Regions from separate parts of the Anser cygnoides genome. Here region 2 is linked to region 1. A link is a contact called in public Hi-C data. All regions are on one chromosome and are shown on one strand. Each heading gives the region's core, a stretch centred on a gene start, on an enhancer-like site or on the middle of the called end of the contact. The rest is flanking DNA. Distances are from core to core; before and after follow the strand shown.

Evidence for each region. A called contact is a pair of places that touch in the nucleus more often than the background predicts.
Region 2: a contact with region 1 is called in a Hi-C map of liver, with 2.1 times the contacts expected there. The contact joins the promoter of RNF139 here to the promoter of ATAD2 in region 1. A contact is called at or near these places in 2 of 7 Hi-C or Micro-C datasets (granulosa cells and liver).

What each region holds. Positions count from the first base shown.
Region 1 is chr2:151,416,000-151,422,587 of Taihu_goose_T2T_genome, reverse strand. It overlaps ATAD2 (ATPase family AAA domain containing 2), which reads left to right and starts at 4,201. Exons shown (of 28, transcript XM_048048765.2): 1 at 4,201-4,462. The coding sequence starts at 4,337. NTAQ1 (N-terminal glutamine amidase 1) reads right to left here and starts at 4,066. Exons shown (of 5, transcript XM_066990719.1): 1 at 3,839-4,066; 2 at 3,552-3,651; 3 at 1,275-1,423; 4 at 783-907. The coding sequence starts at 3,915.
Region 2 is chr2:151,873,239-151,879,826 of Taihu_goose_T2T_genome, reverse strand. It overlaps RNF139 (ring finger protein 139), which reads right to left and starts at 4,079. Exons shown (of 2, transcript XM_066990732.1): 1 at 3,696-4,079. The coding sequence starts at 3,876.

The sequences.
Region 1 (6,588 bases), core at 2,952-5,451:
ATGATTAAAAAAGCAGCAAAACCAAACATGCACAGCAACAACAAACTCTACCGAAACAAAACTTCACCGCACTTTTCTCCATCTGGGAAGAAAACGAGAGAACAAACACACAGCAAACATTAGCCAGCCTGCCAAACACATGGTTAGAGTAAGCTGAAATGCCATGTGATAAAAATGGTTTAAGAAGCTGTGCAGACTGGAAGAGATGGTAGCTCTCCATTTCTCTGCTCGGACCCCAGGCTATTACCTAAACCACTCAGGGCTTTGGGAAAAATTTGCAGCTTGCTGCTTGCTTTCGAAGCATCCTTCAGTCCACTCACCTGGTAGAGAAACCTCAAACAACTCACGCAGGCAAACTGACCGCACCCAGCTGAACCAGAGAACTTGGTCCTGTCAAAATAACGTGCTCTGGCAAGATGGAACCTGCCCGCTGAAGCGTGGTAATCGCCGTGTTAAAAATTCCCTTTCTGACCCTAAGCAGGCTGCTTGGCCTCTGTTTCAGCTCCGCATTAGCAATGGGGGAACAGCATTTCATACCTCTTACTCTCTGCTCAGTTTCTGAAGATCAGTAGTTCGTGTCTGGTAACGGCAATGGCAGCTGCCAGGAGGCATGCTACACTTTGTATGTTCGGAAAAGGCAAGCACTGCAGAGCCCCATTTCTTCCTGACACACTAAGCCAGCTGGATACACTTCCGCATACGTGTCTAAAAGCACTTTTATTTATTGCGCCCACCACTAACTAAATCATTCAACTCTGGAAAAAGGAGTTCTGCCGGCTTACCTGCTGTTTCAATGCAGGGGTACGAGGGAGGAGGTTTCTGCCATTCGCCATTTGCATCTTTCATGTGAGATCTGTCTGAAGCAAACGTCTTCAGGTACAAATCTGCTCGTATCATTCGGATTTTCCTGAACAATAATGCGAAGATATATCAGAAGATATATTTATGTAATGCTGCATTAGTCACTCTGGACAAGAGCCCTTTCTTCCTCCCAGAGAGCCTTAACTTAAATACTTCACTCAGAAATACTGAGCCAAGCAGCTGGCCAGTTAAGAATAAACTACAGCAAGGAAGGGCTTTTGATCACAGATGATCAAAACAATGATTAATTGATAATTAAACAACGGCAACTAAAGAGCTTTAGAAAAATAATGCAGTGCATTTAGTTTCTTGGAGCATAACAAAAGACTTCTATCACTGTATATCCACAGAGTGAACTTCAACTTGGACTTTGTGAAATAACATTCGCGGTCTTCATCTTTTTTTGTCCCCACCTGTGAAATTCGGGGTGAAGGCTGTCATCCAGCCTAAAGGCCTCCCTGCTGTACACGTCAAAAGGACACGGGAACGGCAGCACTGTGTCAAGATCATAAATGAAGTTCTGCTCCCCACTGGAAACATGAAGTAGGATAACGTGGTAGTCCTGGGAAGAACGGTAATTGTCATGAGCTGAACAGTTGTTAATCAGAAACTGGCAAAGGGAGTAGAAAAAAAGCCTCCTAAAAGCTGAGGCTACAGCTCCTCTTCTTTAAATCCTGCTTCCTACCGCTCAGGTATCAGGCCTGTGATGTTCCAGCACCAGGAGAGAGGTTTCCTAATGCCTGCCTCAGCCCTCGTGCCTTTTGGTACACCTTGGTATTCTCCCCATTCTTTTGTACCCTTCTTTGATTTCAGCCTGGGCAGCTAACCTGAAGCGTACGCTAGTCCTAACACCACATCTTTTATTCCTTAACATGCAAGAAGCATAGGTACGGTGGGGGTTTGGAGAAACTCGAGTTACTATTTTCAGTATTAGTTACTTACACTGCAGTTTTACAAAATTAAATTGAAGGTAGTTGTTACCAGTTAACTCCTACTCCTTCTCAGATCATCTTGATAACGCTTGGACCTCTTTTTAAACCAAGCCTTTTTTTACAACATAAACACACTGATATTTTTCCAGAAAATGATTCTGCAATTACAGAATTTGAGAAATTCATAGATTTTTTTTTTTAAACACAATTTCTGAAACAAATTGCCACACGACATTATTTTTTTTCCCCATATGATATAACCATAACTACACATCTTTTAAAGGAATTCTGTAGTAGCAACTACTGAAGTATAGTCAATCAAATGACATGCCAAAGACACTGGAACAGCTTACATACATGCTGGCACCTGAAGACACGTATGCCTTACATTTTTCAATCCCATGTCAGACCTATATGGATATTTTCATCCATCAGCTTCTTACAAGACATCTATTTAATGTCCTACAAAGCTGGCGGGCCCCCAACAAATCCAGACAGTAATTTTCACATAATTGTTGTGCACTCTTACCGATGCTAACTAAGCTTTGTCACCTGTCGGTTTTATGGGCCATCTCACTGTTATTTTCCTGTGAACAATAAAAGGAGGACTGGATTTAGGCTGCTGCAGAAGAATAATAAACACTAATACAGAGCTACAGGAAGGCTGAGGTTGGAAGGGACTTCCAGAGGTCATCTGGTCCAACCCACTGCAGGCTGCAGCTTTCGGACATCTCTGAAGAGGGGGACTCCACAAGCACCCCGGACAACCTGTGCCAGAGCCCAGCCCGCTGCACAGTGAGAGTGCTTCCTGATGCTCAGAGGGAACAGAAACCTAAGTTCATTGCAGCAGAGGTGCCTAATGCTGCCCACATCTTATCCTGCAGATCTCAACTGCAGAAGCATGCACTTGAATACTGAGAAAAAAAGAACAGAATGCCTTACCCAGACGACAGGTTCATCTCCATGCCCTGACTTCTGTTTCCACAGTGGGATCTGAAAGTTAAGTAATTTGGCATAAACCACTTCTGACTTACAGAGATTAGTTTCAGGTTGAGTAAGTTCTTTGCTGAACTCTCTGTTTCATCAGCTTATATCAGTGCTGCTGTCAGAAAACCTGCTCCAGTTTCTATCTTTCAGAAGGATGAAGCTGGATGCTATTCTGGACCATATAATCATTCCACTAAACTGATGGATGACAGGGAAGAATGGCCCCACAGCCCGTAGGGACACCATGACTCTTTTTTCCCACAATCCAAGTGCGTCAGATAAGGACGATCATAGAATTTGAATGGTTGGAAAAGACCTCTAAGATCATCTAGCCCAACCTTTAATTATAATCAATGTTTGTCCTGCTCTGTTGTTTTAGAGTAACTTCATTTAAGTTTCAGAAGAATGCCACGAACCTTTTGTTCCCCTTATGTTATCCTTGGGGCGTCCAGAGGAGAGAGCAGGGCTCTATTGTGGCGTGGCAGTTCTAGCTGTTTGCTTTTACTGTTTCTCAGGTTCTGGTGTTGCCTTGATGTCTAACTTGGAGCAAATGCTGCGTGGGGTCTGGAGGCCAGAAACAAATGAAATTCCTCGTACTCCCAGGTGGCATTGCCTGCACGCCTCCGAGCCCACCGAGCTGCTGCAGGAGGGCCTGGGGCCAAGTCTCATTTACCCCAGGCTGTAGTTAAAAGGCCTGGGGCCAGCTCTCACCTGCCCCTGGCTGTAGTTTACCATCCCCGGCCCCACGGAGCGCACAACTCACCCACTCACCATCCTCCTCTCGTTGGATATGAAAACCGCGTAGAACTCCTCCAAAGGATACTCCCCCTGACCCCTGATGTAGTCGCACAGCTTCCACACGTTTTCCTCACTGCAAAACACAACCGTCGACGGTGCCGTTTTCTTTTCAATCCCCCTTTCACCTTCACCTCCAGCAACCCAAACCGGGTCGGGAAGGTCTCCCGGGGGGAAGCTTTAGCTCCGTTTCCAGCTCCCCCCTCAGAGCGCCGCCGGCCTCCGGTCAGGCGCCGGCCGCCATTTTGTGGCGCCTCCCTTACCAGTAGCAGCCGGTGTAGGCGCAGGCGGCTCGGGGAGGCACCGCCGGCCGGTACCGATCCTCAGCCGGCCCCGCCATGCTCGGGGGAAGGTTTCCGTGAGGGGACGCGACTGCGGGGCCGGGCTCCTTGGGGAGCCGCGGCGCCGCCTCAGGGCGGGCGCGGAGCCCGTGAGGAGGCGGCGCCCATGTGAGGGGGCGGCACGCGCCGCTTCCCGCCCGCCAAAAGTCTCAAACAGTGCGGCGGCCCTCCGCGTGTAACCTTCCGCCGGAAAGTTTAAAAAAAAAAAAAGTTCCAAAGGAAAAGGGCGGGCGAGGGCCGGTCTCCGTGAGGGGGGGGAGCCGGGCGGCGGCGGGATGGAGGAAGGAAAGGAGAGGAGGAAGAAAGGGGAGAGGAGGGAGATGGCGGGCTCCGTGTGGGGCGGAGGGATCCGCAGAGGTGCACGGCGCCTCCTCAGCCGCCTCAGTGGGCGCCGCCCCCGCGCCTCCCTCCGCCGGCGCCATGGTGGTGCTGAGGCGCAATGCCGGGAGCCGCCGGCCGCCCCTGGCCGCCATGGACGTGAGCTCCGAGTTCCTCTCGCTGCAGCCCGGCGGCAGGAGGACGAGCAGGGAGAGAGCAGCCCCGGCCGTGAGTTCCCGCGGGGTTCCCTCCGAGCGAGCTTTGGGGGCTGCGGGCGCTGAGGGGGTTCCTTTCCGCCCCCTCCCCCCTCAGCCCCGCCGCCCTCAGGCGCCTGTCAGGCGGCCCCGTGGGCAGGTGCACGCGGGGGATGCTGCGGGGGCTCGGAGACCAGCGCTGAGAATCAGCGTTAATTAGTGCTTAAATAAAAACACTTACTTGTGGGGCGCAATACGGCTACAACTTTCCTTAAGCTTTTGGCGGTGTTAGGGAAAACCCTAATTCGCTCTTAAGGGCAACCTGCGTGGCCGCAGAGGCCTTCTGGTATTCCATCCACACCGCTCCCAGCTCCGTCTTGCTGCTCCCATCCCTGCTCAGCATCACCTGGAGGAGTTGGCAGCTCTCCAGAGGTAACGCTCTGCTCTTCCCAAGGCAAGCCAAGGCAGAGCGGAACCCCCTCACAGCTCCCGGGGCGAGCCCTGCCTCCAAGTGATGTTTTCAGTGCCCCAGATCTTCAGTTGTTTGGATTCAGGTTGGGGTTTTGTGTTGCTTTTTCTCTTCCCTGTCCTCTTTTCAAGACTGCTGAACTAAGAAGGAAGAAGTTCTTGGGGTGTCTTTTTGCAAGCAGCCACTGGAGGCTGTGTAAAGATCTCGGCTTTGCTTTTGCAGTGTACACGAGAAACAGTTGTCAAAGCCTGCAAGGACTTGAGCGGCCTGTGGCACGTGAGGGAGGGCTATACAAAGTCAGGCAGAGAAAACAGCTGGCCCGCTTTCGTTGTGGGAACAGGAATGAGGAAGTTAAATATAAAGTTTTCACTGAAGTGAAAGCAGAATCCCTATTTTGAAATGGGTTGTAACGTTTTTTTTGTTTGTTTTGGTTTCTTTCTTTGTGTTTTTCCCCTCTTTGCAGAACTTCCCATGCTTCGAGGCATAGAGTCATTCTTGCTTCGTTTGTAGGACAGCCAGGCTTTGCTGAAGCACTCAAATTGCGGAGACATGTAGAAGTGCCCTAGATGACAGATGGTGATCCTGCTGCTAGCTGCATGTTCAAGTCCTAATGTCTCTTCCCTAGCTTTCTGGTGCGCAAAGACTTGGCTGTAGCAGCTTTTGCAGTTTCCCCAATATCAGCGAGCCGTTTACCTCCAGTTACTCAGCATATTTCATCCATCTAGGTTAAGGAGCATACAGCAGAAAGTCTAAGGTAAACTGGAATCTGATGGCTTTGTCCTCTCCCAAGTTTCCAGTCCCAAGGAGACCCGTGGCAGACTGTAAGCGGCTGCTGTCCCTCTGGAGGCTGTGCATCTGCAGCTTTACAACCCTGGTGTAATTAATTCCTGAGGCCAAACGAGGTCGTTTTGTTGTGATCTGTGCTTGACACCCGTGTGCTCCAGAGTTCCCTTTTTGTTTGGGGAAAGTGGAAAGTGGCCCTTTCCTGTGCTGAGCCTTCCTGAGTCATCTGTGTAGGGACTCGGCACCAGAGCTCCCAGCCTCGTAGCCTAAACACACTTATCTGTTTGAATGGCACCTGGGCATCTGCTTACTTCCTTAGAGACACCCAACAGCTAACTTTTTAGAAGCAATTGCTGATAGCTTCCCATAGTAGGAGGAAAGTAACTTTCAAAATACGAACTACTTCACGAAATTCCTCCCTCCAGTTTCTTTGTTGTTCTGGTTTAGCCACTTGCTTCTGCTGAATTTCACTTGAGTGCATTTTTTCAGCCGTGTATGGCTGATAGGAGCTAGTTCTGCCCTTCTGGCAGCTTGCTGCAGTTAACATAGCGCTTCTCAGTGTCTGCTGTCTCACTGACTTGGGGACACCTTCATAGGAGCAGAGGACGGTCAGAGTTAGCAATGTCCATTGTTCCTGCTTTGGCTGTGCCCTCGTTTGAGGCAAGGTGAAGGTAAAAGGAGAGCTGATAAAGAATAACACAAGTACATGGCACTGGGCTTGTTGCAGAGAAGTCAACAAACAAATGCATAACTGTATGTACAGAGATTTCCCGAGGTATTCCACTTTTTTTTCCCCACTAATATCCACACTGACATTCTGTAAGTGTTTCTTCTTTCAATCTGGAGTTTAGCTTTCCCCAAACAAGCTCAGGGTGATTTTCAAGAATGACATCGGAGCTGGATTCTTT
Region 2 (6,588 bases), core at 2,830-5,329, 460 kb before region 1:
CAAAAGGTAGACTATCCCGCCCAAAAAAGTTACTAATGCAGCTTAACAGTACTCCTTGCGAGCAGCACTGGCTTATGTAAAAACATGCGCCTTAACTAATCATTAACCTTGGGAAGGTGATGGAGGAGAAACTTGGTCAGTGTGCAGGAAACGCCTCGTGCTCAGTTCTCCCAGGAAAAGCTGAAACTCATTGCACACAACATTTCCATGAAATCAGCTTGAAAATTTCATTGCCTTTCCGTGCATTCGATAATAAACGCCTACGGGAAAGCCGACAGTGCCGACAAGTTCGTATCCTTTCTTTGAGCCACAGAAAAGACTCAAACAACTCTAACAACGTTGTCAGGTGTCGAATTCTGATCCCTGAAGCCAAGGGGACTTTCATACTAACAAGGCTTCTCTGAACCTAACAAGGTTTCTCTGAATCATGCCCATTAATTAAATCCATTTTTCTTCCTTGCGGTACTTAGATACCACAGGTCCCCTTAAAAACACTGACCTTCCACATGCCAGGCACATCCCTGAAACCCTGCTGCAGTGAGTCAGGAGAGGGAAAAGCTACACCCACAGGTTCCTCTGAAGAGGGCCTGGCAAAAAAAAACAAAACATTTCCCTGTCGCCACGTGCAGGAGAGCCAGCCCCACAGGGACCTCCAGCACTGGCAGGGGAGGTGAGCACGGTGCTCCCTGCTTACAGGGCACAGTGCGTCCCGGTGCCAAGACGTCCTGCTGCCCCTCTCCCGTGCCTAAGTGCTGCTGTTCCTCCTCGGTAAGGTCTGTCTCATGCTCCCCCAGGTGCTGCTGCTTTACTTCCGAGCACCGGTACTGCCCCTAGCCGTGCCACCCCGCCACCAGCTACCTGTCTAGTACGGCCTCCAAGCACGGCATTTACTTTTAAAATCATTTCTTGCACTACCACGAATCCCTCTCTATTTTCTCCTCGCGCTCCTGCAGTTTGTCAATACCTTTGCAGCAGCACACTACCTCAAACGCCACTTCCAGCCAGACGCAGGGCTCAATTACCCGTGCACGTCAGTACTTTAATCACGCGGGACTGCCAAATTGTTTTTCCCTTAGCCCCAGCCATCTCTCTACAGCCCGCATCTCTCTACGGACTCCAGTATTATTGTAACCCTCCCTGAAACCCGTGCCCTCCCTGGGGACAGACTGCTTTCTGAAGGAATCCTTTTCGGGCTCCTGTAACGGAAACGCGTACGAACATCGGGCTGGAGACAGAGCGAGGTGAACAGAGACAAGCTGCACCAAGGCTTCAGAACGCGGCCCCACAGCGCGTGTAACCCACGGCACGGGTACGGACAGTAAGCGGTGGAGGAACCGAGCGGAGGATTCCTGCAACGAAACGCTTTTAAAACCATTCAGAACTCCACTTAGCCTTTGTGAAGTAAACTGTACTCCCGGAGTTATTTCCGAGCTGTTCACAGCACTCCTGAAAACTACCAAATCTCTCCAGAGGTGAAGTCTTTGCACCCAGAGGGGGGGTTGTGCATTCACCCTATCCTAAGCAGTACTGTGCTATGAGAAAAGCTTAGATCAGTCTTCCAATGCCAGCAAATAGTAACTAAAAGGGGCGACTTCCCCTGTATTTAAATACAGAAGGACCCAAGACAAATATTTCAGCTTACCCTAACAACAAAACCCCAACCCTGTAATCCTTAAATTCAGAGGAAGATTAAAAAAAATAGACGTGTAAGCACTCCATTGCCTGAACAACATGGAAGGTCTTTAACATCGTCTTTAAGTGGTTACATTTTTAATTTTTGGAAAGCCAAGAACCACAGACCACTTGTCTCAAAGTACAAGATCAGTCTCTTACATAAACTGTTCCCAAAGCTCTCGCACAGGAGTCAGGGGCGGGATCACCCACTCCTTCCCCAAAACCCTTCCAGAAAAGCGATGATATAAACACAGTCCTGAAGAGCTCCTTCATAATTCAATCCCATTACCACACTCTTAAGAGAGATCATCCGACAACATATCCACCATCCTCATTTACATTGGATTAAGTTCAAGGCACTTCCTACAGCATCTCGATCATACAGTGAAGGGCTCCTCAAGTTGTTTTGGTGAGGCGCAGCAGTGCCATTTTCCCTTAAAAAGGAACCTTTTCTCAACGAGAAGCACTCTTAGCAGTTACAGAAGGGCGGAACAAAAGGTCCAGAAGATGGGCAACAGGGAAGGAGAACCCCTCCTGCCCGTCCCAAAGCCCTCAGGACCAGCAGCAAGGCAGGGCAGGACGTCCCAGGACTTGCCGCTGGCCACAGCAGCTTCCCCAGGTGCTGCAGGGAAGCAGCCCGATCACAGCACCTGCTTTGTGTTTCTCATTTCCTTTGCTCTCCTCTTACCTGCTGTCCTGCAACCGATGACCCCTTTTGCCCTCCTCTCTTCAACTGGTGCAGTACTGTCACCACAACACTTCTCGCTGTTTATCTTTCCTTTTAACCTCTCCCGAGTTTCCTCCCCTAACAGGTGTACCACCCGTGTCCTTGGTCATATTTTTTTTTCCCTAACACAAACATCAAAACCACACAAAGTCAACACGTAGCAGGCCTGCAAAACCTCCAGCTGTACTTCGGAGTCTCCTTCCTGTCACAGGATTCCCAGCTCCAACGTAATTCGGTGTCACCCATACAGCCGTGGGCAGAACGAAGCGCCAACCTCACGCAGGGCACCCAGAGAACCTCCCTTAGCATTACACGCCATACTGAAAACAGTATCGCATAGGTGTAACAGCCACTTAACCTTCATCTCAGAAAAGAAATAACTTAATAGTGAACTATCCGAAGTTTCACGAGACCTCTCGAGCACTTTTTGTTGTTGTTTGGGAACCGGCTATCAGGTACTTCTGAACCGTGGTTCCTAAAACGCGGGATTGAGCGGGGTATTTCAGTTGGGCAGGCCGCTGCCGAGGCGCGCTGTCAGAATCCCCAGGCCCTCCCCGCGGGCTGCCGAAACCTCCAGGCCACGCCGACCGCCACCCGGCAGCGGCCCCACGACGCCTCCTCGTACCCCACCCCAGCACCCCAAACACCCCCAGCACCCCCCTAACAGCATTTGCGGGTTTGGGAGGCTCCTAGGGGTCGGCTCGCTCTGGGGAAGGAGGAGGAGGAGGAGGAGGAAGAAGCGCAGGGAGCCCCTCAGTGCCCGCCAGCTGGGGACACCCACCAGCAGACAGGGGAGCGGGGTGGAAGCAGGGCTGGAAGCCACCAGGAGGGGCAAGGGAGGAAGACAGATCCTGGAGGACAGCAGGAGGGGCAGGGAGGAAAATACATCCTTGGGGACACAGCAGAAGGAAGGCAGATCCCGGACGACACCAGGGAGGCGCTCCGGCCCGCGGGAGGGAAGGGGAAGGAGGCGATTCCCCCGCAGCAACGCCTCAGGAGGGGCGAGAGCCCGGGGCCGCAGCAAGGAGCCAGCCAGACGGGGACAGGGGGCAGGGGAGAGGCGACAAAAGGGACAGGGGTGGCAGGCAGGGCGGCAGCGTGCGGCTGTAAACAAGGCCGGCGGCAGCCGGGGGGTGGGGGGGGGAGGCCGGGGCCCGGCGGGTGGAGGGAGGCAGCGGGGGCTGGGGGCGTCCCCCCCCCCGGGTCCCCTCCGTCCCCCTCGTTGCCCGGCCCGGCGACAGGGCGGCGGGGTGCGGGGGGCAGCCCCTGGAGGCAGGGGAGGTGTCCGTCTCACCCAGCAGCCGCAGCAGCACGGCCAGGAGCGCGGCGCACACGGAGCCCCCCGGCAGCGGGGCCGAGTTGAAGATGGCGTCGATGAGGAACAAGCTGGGCACCCGCAGCGCGACCTCCAGCCCGGCACGCAGCCGCGGGCCCAGCCGCAGCCAAGCGAGCTGCGGAGGGCCCGGGGCCGCCATATCCCCCACTCCCCTCCAAAAAAAAAAAAAATTAAATTAAAAAAAAAAAAAAAAAAAGCGGAGAGAAGGCTGCGAGGGAACGAGGCCGGCGGGGTCGCTACCACCACGCTGCCGCCGCCGCCGCCCCCGGCCTGGCCCGGCCCCCCGCCGCGCCGCCGCCGCATCCATGTTCCCTCTGCGCTCCCTCAGCGTTACCGGCCCCGGCCGGGCCTCGGGGAGGGGCCGCGGGGCCGTCACAGGGCGCCGCTCCGCCCCCGCCGCCGCCGCCGCCGCCTCCGCCTCGGGCGCCGCTGCCGGCCCCCGGCCCCCGGCCCGCTGAGGGAGCGGCCCCCGCCGCCCCCCGCTGCTCCCCTGCGGCCATGGGGGGAGCCCAGCCCCTGCCCCTGCCCCTGAGGTAACGCCGGGTGTGGGCTGCCGGGCCCCCGGAGGCTTCGCCTTCCCCTCTCGCTGCGCTGACAGTTTGTTAAAAATCAATAAAATAATAAAAAGAGCCGCGTGGGCTCACATCAGACGTGAGTAAGGATGTGTTCCTTAAAGCCTGAAAGCACTACGCCGTGACAAATACAAATAAAAGCGCTTATTTCATATTATATTTTTATTATACGCAGGCCTGGCTTGTCCCACAACACCGCTGAGGGATGGGGGTCCCAGTATGACCCCGGGGGTCCCATCATGGCCCCGGGGGTCCCATCACGGCCCCCCCAGGTCCCCACTGCCACCCCGGGCCTGCCCTGGCACCCCTGGGCCGCCTTCGCCACCGTAAGCGCTTCCTGGCTTCTCAGTGAGTCACGCAGCGTGGCGGGGCGATGATCTTTTAATTAGGGACGGGTTAGGCAGAATTTCCTGTTGTTGGTTTGTCTTTTTTTTTTTTTTTTTTTTTTCATGTGTGATGCGAAAGACCTGCCTTCCTGGATGCGTGACCGTAGGTCTAGATCATATGGAAAAGAGAAAAAATTAAAAAGGTTTTCCTCTGAAATCACGTTTCCTTCCTCTCACATCTTCACAGGTGCCCCACGCGTTCGGACTACCTGACTCGTGGAAATGTCAAGCTGCCTTGGCGTGGAGAAACAAACAAAAAATGCAAATATGTAATCAACGTTAGTCCACCCGAAACAGGGGCATTTTCCAGCGCACTGCCCGTGCCAATTAAAAGCAGTTCGCAGGCCCCGCTGAGGTCACCCTCCGTGCCTTTTGGCCTCTGCCACGCGGTGACATCTGCAAACGCCTGCCTCTGGCTTCACCTGTCACAGCTCGGCCCTGCCACACGCCTGCCCAGCTCACGGCTTAAGCCCTTTCTATTATTTTCAAAGGATGTTGGACCGGGCCCAAGAGAGTTGCATATGAACTTTCCTAAGCCATGCCCTGCACTAGCAAAACCAGAAAAGTTGCCAGATTGCTAAAGGATTGCGTTACAAAACCCGTGTACATGGGCAAAGTGCATTTTTTAATCACATGGTGGAAGGCATAACTCTGACCCAGTAACCGCCCTCGTGCCAAATAATAGTTAGAGGTTAGGGTTTAAAATGTGAAAATTGTTTATTTTACTCACATTTGCAGATGGCCGGATCAAAGTGATTCAGACTTTCCTGAGTCTTTACCCCAGCTGCTAAACGAACTGCTACTGAGCGGCTAACTGTAAATAAAAGTATTTCATTTGTAATGAAAAACAATGTAAATCAAACAGATCTGTGTACTTGATAATTCTCAATAATTCATACAAAAATATTTCTTTATATGAGGTGGAATTTCAAGAAATCAACAGCTTAAAACACCGTTTATGGAAACAGAGTTCCATGCCTTCTTGAGGCCCTTCCAATTTCATTTAATGTCCTCATAAGTCAAGATCTTAAATCTATTTTTGCAATACAGGATCAGAGGCAATGTTATAGCACATATTTACATTGCTTTAAGGACATATCAATTAAATGGAATCCATTAAATGGATTTTCAGGTTTAAATATGTACGTTTACAGTCATATTTTACGGGTGTTATTTAGGCATGTAAGTACTATCATGGATATGTGTAAATTATTTGTACGTGACAGTTCCAGAAATCATAGTGTTACCAAAGTGTATCAGGTCAAATTCGTCAATTTTTACACATATGTTTCAGAAAACTTCTTCCAGTGTTTAAGACTCCTACTGTTAATCTTAGTTAAATTATATGTATATATATATATATATATATATATTGATTATGGTACACGTGGTATGTATGAAGATGACACCTACTGGATACTTGTAATTTTACAGTTTGCACTGCTGAAACTTTCAAATATGGAATAATACACCAAATTCAACATTGTGACACAGCCATAACTACTGAATTCTCTTCAGCTGCATATACAAATTCAGGAAAATTTGTCATATTATTTCTAGGGTTAAGTCTCAACTTCTTTTTAAATGCAAATTTGGGGGGTAAATCCTCTTCTATATAAATTCATATTAATAACTTCTAGACACACTTTTATGGGTTGGGGTCTTCTGCAATTTCTTGTCCATAAGTTAACATACCAATTAAGCATAAAATTCCTTTATTTGTCTATATGGATTAATTGTCAGGGGCACATAATCCTGAAGTCCAAGGTGAAGCTTGTTCCATGTGTCAGTGTATACCTGACTTGGTGAAAGTGTCAAGCCTACATGCCTACGCCCCATGTCAGGGCAGCACAAAAGAACATGCCCTAGGGATATGATTGGTAATACATAAGA